2 separate regions of the Mus musculus genome follow, and region 1 is linked to region 2. A link is a contact called in public Hi-C data. All regions are on one chromosome and are shown on one strand. Each heading gives the region's core, a stretch centred on a gene start, on an enhancer-like site or on the middle of the called end of the contact. The rest is flanking DNA. Distances are from core to core; before and after follow the strand shown. Region 1 overlaps Gm30382 (a long non-coding RNA gene). Region 2 overlaps Gm30575 (a long non-coding RNA gene).

Region 1 (3,500 bases), core at 345-2,844, 140 kb after region 2:
TAAACTGGTAATCCACGAACACTTTTTGAACCTTCTACTTCCTGAGATGTCACTTGGTCATCCCAAACGAATTAATTGACTTTAGAAGCCATGCTCTTACTTCGCTTATGTCACAGGGCAGAGTGGACTTCCAGGGACTCTGTGGTCCTCTAACAAGCCATGAGTCTCTTGTCTCTTCTGTAATTATTTGGGGGATTTTAGAGAAAAGGTTCCAAGAAGCCAGTACCACATATTTACTAAATCTTAGGCAAAACAAAGACCGAGAACTAGAAAGCCCTACAGCTCAAAACGAAAGGTACAAAAGCCTACAGGTACTTTCTGAAAAGCTAAAGGTAGGAAGACTTTAAAACTGCTTACAAGCAGCAAATCTTCGAAGCAGTCGATGCTTCTGCAACTGTAGGATTTCCTCATGCTAAGTAGCTTTAAAACTACTTAGCAGCATTAAATTGATGTCTTACTCACTACTTAGCTTGCTCCAGGACTTACCAAAGCAAGCTCTCCCAATTACAGCTGGCTCGCAAAAAGGCACCTCAGCCGGATTTCCAACTGGTGAAAGAATTTGGTGCAATTTCAATTTGAATTCTGTGATAGGGAAGGTGGGGGCGGAGCAGCATTTTTAAAATGCCAATCACAACCATTCGGTGTTTCCTGAAGCCAATTCAGTTGACTACAAAGAGGGTTAAAATGAGCAGGGAAGAAAAGGAGGAGCAGGGAACTGGAGGAAATGAGCTTTGTTTTGTTCCCTGAAAGGCTTTCCTCGGATGCACGTGGCTCGGGACTGTGGCCAATCTGACAAAGAATATTCTAGAGTGGCTGGGATAAAGCCTTACCAATTCCTCAAAGCATTCCTAGGTTCTCTTTCCCGTGTTGAATACTTCCATTATAGGATTGTGATTTTAAAAAATAAGAAAGTAAAATAAGATGGCAGAGACCTGCCGTAGTTGAATTCGCTGATTAATGGTTACTGTGAGATGATCTGAGCAGTTTGAAGCAGTGGCCTAAACTCCTGACTTTTACCCGGTCCATTCCATCCCGGCTTCGCAAACCTCAGCTCCTGGAGGAAGTAGATCTGGGAAGAAGAAGCGAAACTTGCTGAGTATTTTGAATCTCAAAGGCTGGCACTTTGTGACTCTTTTTCCAAGACAATAGTCAGGAAATTTGGCTGGTAAGAAAGAAAGGGATTTTCTAAAGTCTTTTATTCCCTTAACTATTGAGAAGCAGGCCAGACTAAGCATCCTAAAGTGGAAAGGAGAGTGGATTAGAAAGAAGGTGAGACATTCCTAGTCCCTTAGTTGTCTTTAACAGCTGAGAGGATAGCCACTGTTTTCCTTCTCTCTGTGACTTCCTGTGGAGGGGGGTCCAGGGAGAAATGGGTAGGGAGAAGTTCTAGAAGGGCTTGTGGAAGCAAACAGCACTTTGCCCTTCCTGGGAGGCCCCCTGGGAATCACCCAGTCACAGTCTAATTCTGCCAACTTCTTAAAGAGCAGAAACATCTGCATATGGCTCTCCAGCCCCCAGCTCTGCAGAGGTCTGTATGGTCACTCCTCAGAAATTCCCAGTCTGCTGGGAAAGGACGCACTTTGTCAACTTTAGCCCAGAAGGTCGTCTAAGGGGAAGGAAGCAGGCCACTGCAGACAAAGCTGAAGGCGGGAATTGTAGTTAGTCCTGTGTTAAGGAATACCTAAGAGTCAGCAAAAGTAGGGAGGGAGGAGACGGCAGAGGGAAGATGCGTGGAACACTGTCATGGTCCAGTGAATAAACACAAGCAATGTCACCAAAGTCAGCTTCCAGAATGTTCAGGGCAGTCGCTCTAAGCCATGCAGGAAGAGGCATCGGGGAAAGGATACCCTTGGCTGTTCAGGAGAGTCACTCTGAGCTGTCCAGGAGGAGGGCCTGGGGAAAGGATGGCCTTGGAGGACACCTGTGTGGGCTACAGGGCCCCACCCTGTCTGAGAGTGACAGGCCTTACTTCTTCACATAAGTCCAGGTGAAGGAGATGGGAATCTGACAAATGTTTCTGACTCACCGAAACAGAAACTAAATTACATAAAGACATGGCTTAGATTACCACATGTGACTGAATCAACAATTTGAAATACCCTTTCCACTGCACCAGAAGACAGTAGGGTGGTGAAGAAGGCCTAGTCAGGTAAAAAGGACCCAAGTTTCAGGGTTCTAATTCCTCATTACTATATCTTAGCATATTATTATTTACCCTAGCCATGACATCCGGTGTCAAACAAGGACTGTTAGCTTTGGAGGCCGGCTGACAGGAAGAGGGAAGGATAAAGAGTTGATACTAAGTTAGAAGCAAGAGTCCTGTGGTAACACAGAACCATCAGGAAACTTCTTTCTGACAACTCTGATCTTGCTTTTTAAAACGCACTGGCTCCGGATTACTTCCCACAGAAAGTGTAATTGCATCAAAGGCCACCTACTAAAGAGCTTGGCCTCCAACCCAGGATTATTAGCTGCTGTCTCCCCGTGCATGCCCTTCCTCGTGGGGAAGATGGGCAAGAACTAATAGGGAAGTTTAATAGCGGGATAGAATTGGCAGGGCTTGGTAACTTGGCTGAAAATTGTATTTCAGGTAGAGAAGAAGGAAGGACGAAATCAGAGAACAGCTGCAGATGGCGTTACGTTCTTTTAGCATTCGAGCTGGTGGGAATGGCACGAGACAATCCAAGGGTTTCCTGATTTATTGCTTGTCAATTCTAGCATGTTTTCCATGGTTTGTTGTTGTTGTTGTTGAATCCAAACATATATTTATTAGCCAAAATAAGAACCGTGACAACTAGTGAATATATTTTTCCAATCAGAATAATTTTATTTATCTTGTAACATAAAGACCCATGCTTCCGGTTGAATGAGCTCTTGGAAAGTATTTTTCAATCCCACTGACTGCGAGAGCATATTTAGATTCTAAGGGCACCTAGGAGAGCCTCTTCCTTTATTTTTCTTCATGTGTGTGTACTTGTGTGTGCATGTGTATGTAGGTGTCTGTGTGAGCAATTATGTGCCACAGTGCACATGTGGAGATCAAAGACCACCTTGGGTATTGGTTTTCTATTTTCACCTTGTGGGAGAATGGGTCTCTTCTGGGACTTCTGACTCCACCTCCAATCTGGCCAAAGGAGTGCCAGGTTAAAAACATGTTTCATCCTGTCTGATCTTTCCTGGCTTCCAGAGTATAAAGTCAGGTTCTAACATTTTCATGACAAACACTCTACCTACTGAGCAATCTTCCCAGCCCTAGTCAGTCAATATTTATTAAGGTTTTAATACAACTGTGAACACTTTTAGGAAACTGGAGATACAGCAGAGTGGATAAGATGACTCTGAGCTGCTTGCTGCGTAAGTGGAAGCTAACATTTGTAACAGATTGGCTGGGGAGAATAAGCCCCATTGAGAAGGGATTATTTAAGAAAATCATCTGAAGATACTAGAGGACTCAAAGTAGCAGAGATGTGTCCAAGCTGGGCGCAGAGATGACATACATG
Region 2 (3,929 bases), core at 454-2,953:
CCTTGTTAGGTAATTTGTCCTTTAGTTTAAACAGGGGAAAAAGCCACAGGGTTGCTGCTCCGACACAAACCTGAGTGAAAAATCAGCCAAGTACAGGCCAGTGTATTAACAGATTCTTGCTATTCCTTTCTTACGTCACTCATCATTCAATAAAGGACATGGGACAGGTGGGAAACTGAAGACAGACTCCAAGGAGGAAGCAGAGGACCAGGCACATCACAAGCAGCAATCAAGACTAAAGTTATTCAGGAGAGAGAAGTAGGAGGCATTCTGGGGATCATCACCCATCACACTAGGATGCGAAGGCCAACGAGCCTTTGGACATAGCCACATCCAGTGCAGGAATGGAATGCTGGGCAGGGGAAACGATGTGCTAGCCCAGTTGGCTTTGGTGTGAGCACTTTGTGGTAAAACAAACAAATAAACAAACAAAACAACAACAACAACAACAAAGATTTTAGGCTTCCCTCTTCAGGGAATGAATGGCCTTATAAAAATCCTCTTACACCAGAGGATCAGATACAGGAAACCTAAAAAGGCCAAGTGAGTTCTGAATAATGAATAGGAGTCCAGGCCCTGGCATCAGGGTTCTGGTGCTGGTAGGCATGGGGCATCTGGGCTTGAATCTGCCCCACGCTGTTGCCATTTTCAGCTTTCATGTACCCAAGTTTTTATGGGATAATTTTAAATTTTTTTCTATTTAATTAACATTTTGTTAAGTATGGTGGTAAAAAAGTTACTTGTGACCATTCTACAGCCCTCGATTTAACTTTTTAGCCAGTCAGAATGCTGGAGTATTCTTTTGTAATTTACTAAAAAGATAAACATAGAAAGTTGCAGAGGTAAGACAATTTATAAATCAATCCTATTATCATTAACACCATCAATTTTCATTCATCCAACAAGCTTTGTCTGCCTTGCCCTGTGTTGCCCTTTTTTATTCTTTGATCCTACAATGATCTGAAAACAAGCCGAGCATACAATAACCTGTTCTTCAAGAAACTGCCCGACGTCACTGGGTACAGACTGGTTAGCAATTCTGCTTCTCCACAAAATTCAATCTATTGGAGTAATTGGATCTTTGCTTGGCAGTAAGATGAATATAAGCGCTTTCAAAATACATTATTTAATTTGGTTTTAAATATACTTATATATGTAAGGCTGAGGGAAAGTGGCTTGAAAATATGAAAGCCACCTTGCCCCCATCTAAGTAACTCTTGTTAACTGAAAGCCTTAAAAATAAAAGAGTAGACATTATCCAAGTATGTTGGTATGTACAATCAAAATAGTCTTTATTTTTAAATTATTGTTTCTTTTCTCCAGCATAAAGATTCTCATGCACTTACAGGAATTAACTAATTCCTTGTTAAGCCTTATTCAGTCTCTGTGCTGAACAAACTCAACAGAACTGAGCCCAGGGAACGCTCAGAACACCTGAATGGATGCTGGAACTAAGCATAACGACCAGATAAGCCCATGGCAGCCTTAGAACTGACCGGACTTGCTTTCCTTGAGAGCCAGGAAACAGGATTTACCTCTGTCTGTCTCCCATGAGGTTGGTGTGACCCTGCCAAACGGCGACCTCACAGGTTCTGCACCTGGGCCAGTGTGGGTGGACAGGGCTGCAGGGTGTTCACGGAGAGTGCTCAGACTCGCCACAGCTTGTGAACTCTTCAGAGAGCAAACATTTCACAAGAATCTCATGACTGTTGCCCCACTGCCGATCAGAACTTACTTCTTCAGGAGCAGCTTTCTAACAACCAGCTCTCATCTAAGCGCTTCGGAGAGGACTTCTGTCATTTCATCAGCGGTGGCAGAGGCTTCCGGGACGGGCCACCCAATGAGGTTTAGATTAAACAGCTCTCTCCAGGGTAGCCCTCTGAATGCATCGAGCAGCAAAACTGAAGTGAGTCACGTGCTTCCTGACACAGTTTACTGTAAATCTTAAGGAATCTAGCAAGAAAAGTAGGCTCGTCTAAGAAAAGAGAGCAGGGAAAATGTACAGGGAAGAGGAAAATCTAGAAAGAAGAAACCAGGTTGCCAGTTCTGTGATTTTTTAACCGAGAATACTAAAGAAAGCAACACCACCTCAAACAAACAAAGCCATAAGCCCATATAACCTTGTGTGTGTGTGGTGGTGAGGAGTGGCTGCATGCTGACATTTACACTGTGGATGAGGCTTCAAGCAAACAAGACTGGAAACATCGGAAATGGTAGAAGGGATGGCTTCGGTTACCGATAGTGTGGAAGTCAGAAAGAAGTCAGTGAAGCCAGAAAGAAGGAAAATAATTTGCTTCTGTTGTCAAATATGCCCCCTTTTCTTTATCTCTCAGCCCTGTGACTAAGCTGGAGGGAAGGACCCTTGTTAAGGAGGAATGGAAGAAACGAGGAAATTAAGGTTGCAGGCTACTGGGAAGCGGTTTTGTCGGAAGGTTGGGTCTTACCACATTTTAAAGACTTCCAAGGGGATTACCCTCCAGAAAGTTTCATAATCTCAATCTGATATGTGATGGAATATCATCTGTGAGACTAGATCACTCAAACATTCGAATTTAGCCCAGGCTTCACACACAACCAGTTTCCCCCTGCCCTGTTCTGAGCTTTTCCCTCACCCCACCCTGCAGCCATCTCTAAAAGCCTATTCAGCCACCCCAGCCCCCATGACATGCATGGGGGTGGCATGTGGCAGGAGGACAAACAAGGTGGGATGGAGTTGACCTTTGTCCCACTGGCCAAATGTCACCACTCCTTGTTTTCTATCCTTTCCTTTCTATCTCAAGATGAGTTGAGACAAGCTGTTTTGAAAAATTACAGTCTCACAGAAGATCTTCTCCATTTACACACAGACTAGTGGATTGATTGGAGTTTCTCTCCATAGATACATGTCTTCTCCAAAGCCCCGGAAGTTCTGGAGAAGACAACAGTGTGTTCTATTATTTCTGAAATCTGGAAGTACTTGACATTAACTGGTGCTTAACAAATCTATGTTGACTAAAAGAACAGTGCTCAGAAACAATCGTTTAGAAAAGCATTCTTTTAGATGGTCGCTTAACATAGCTCCAGGTCAGCAGCAGGGAAAAGAGTTGTGAAATAAACCCGGAGGAGCCTGGGCAGGCAAAAGTGCAAACTATGCAAAGCAACTCACTGCGAGAGGAAGACAGAGGTTACAATGTAACTGAGGCCAGGAGCTCACTCAGACCACTGTGCTAAAGCTATACTGGCAAGCGGAAGCTGTGGCTGTTAGCAGGAGTAACAGACTTTCTTTTGGGAGTGGGGGATCCCAGGAATGTTCTTCACCCTTCCCTGAGAAAAATAGACATTCATTCCGACTTGCAAGATTTACATCTCAGGCAAACGACATCCCAGGTTAAGAAACTTCAAGATGACGCCTTTGAATGGTGACCTCCAAAGTGCCAAAGAGGCCATTCAAGGAGAGGTTTCTGTTCAGGTTGGGAACAATAGTCTCTAACCAGCACACTTAGAAATTCCATCCATTCCACTGGGCTGAATTGAAAGAAAGCTAGCTGCACCGGGTGCCACCCCCTCTCTATGAAGGTTACAGGAGATTCAACAACACCCTACAGAACAGAAGAATCACACAGCTGGCTTCTGGTCCTACCCTCAGCTCTCACAGCTAGAGAGAGGCACAGAGTAGGTTCACGACACACCTTAAAGAAAGGATGGGGCTTGTGCTTTGAAACTTCAACCACTTGCAAAACTACATTCAAAGAGACAGTGCTGTTAATAACAATAATCTGCTTCTTCAAAATGCTTGATCCTCACATCTCAAATGTGAGCCCTTGTCATGCCCTGAGCCCCGGAGGTGGGAGCGGTTCGTGCTTGTGAGGGACTGTTCTTCCTTTCAGGGTTTTGTTTTGTTTTGTTTTAATTTTCTTCTGTATTTGTGTACAGTGTGTGTGCCCATGCCC

The links. Hi-C and Micro-C count contacts between places; a contact is called where the count stands out from the background.
Region 1: a Hi-C map of liver shows a contact between it and region 2, with 2.2 times the contacts expected there. The contact joins two enhancer-like sites. A contact is called at or near these places in 10 of 484 Hi-C or Micro-C datasets (cortical neurons, embryonic stem cells, epidermal suprabasal cells and 2 more) and 4 of 115 datasets of contacts at active chromatin or transcription factors (embryonic stem cells, epiblast stem cells, pancreatic cancer cells and 1 more).

What each region holds. Positions count from the first base shown.
Region 1 is chr3:149,218,882-149,222,381 of GRCm38.p6, forward strand. All of the region lies in intron 2 of Gm30382 (a long non-coding RNA gene), which reads right to left. Among named protein-coding and RNA genes, the nearest start is that of Gm52619, 45 kb to the left of the region's middle. Within about 2 kb of position 1,595, at least 67 of the 459 cell types and tissues checked have an H3K27ac peak or open chromatin away from gene starts, as enhancers often do. A contact at or near this core is called in liver, where this site is marked.
Region 2 is chr3:149,081,903-149,085,831 of GRCm38.p6, forward strand. Gm30575 (a long non-coding RNA gene) reads left to right here. Exons shown (of 3, transcript XR_003954583.1): 1 at 1-3,651. Among named protein-coding and RNA genes, the nearest start is that of Gm30575, 5.5 kb to the left of the region's middle. Within about 2 kb of position 1,704, at least 14 of the 459 cell types and tissues checked have an H3K27ac peak or open chromatin away from gene starts, as enhancers often do. A contact at or near this core is called in liver, where this site is marked.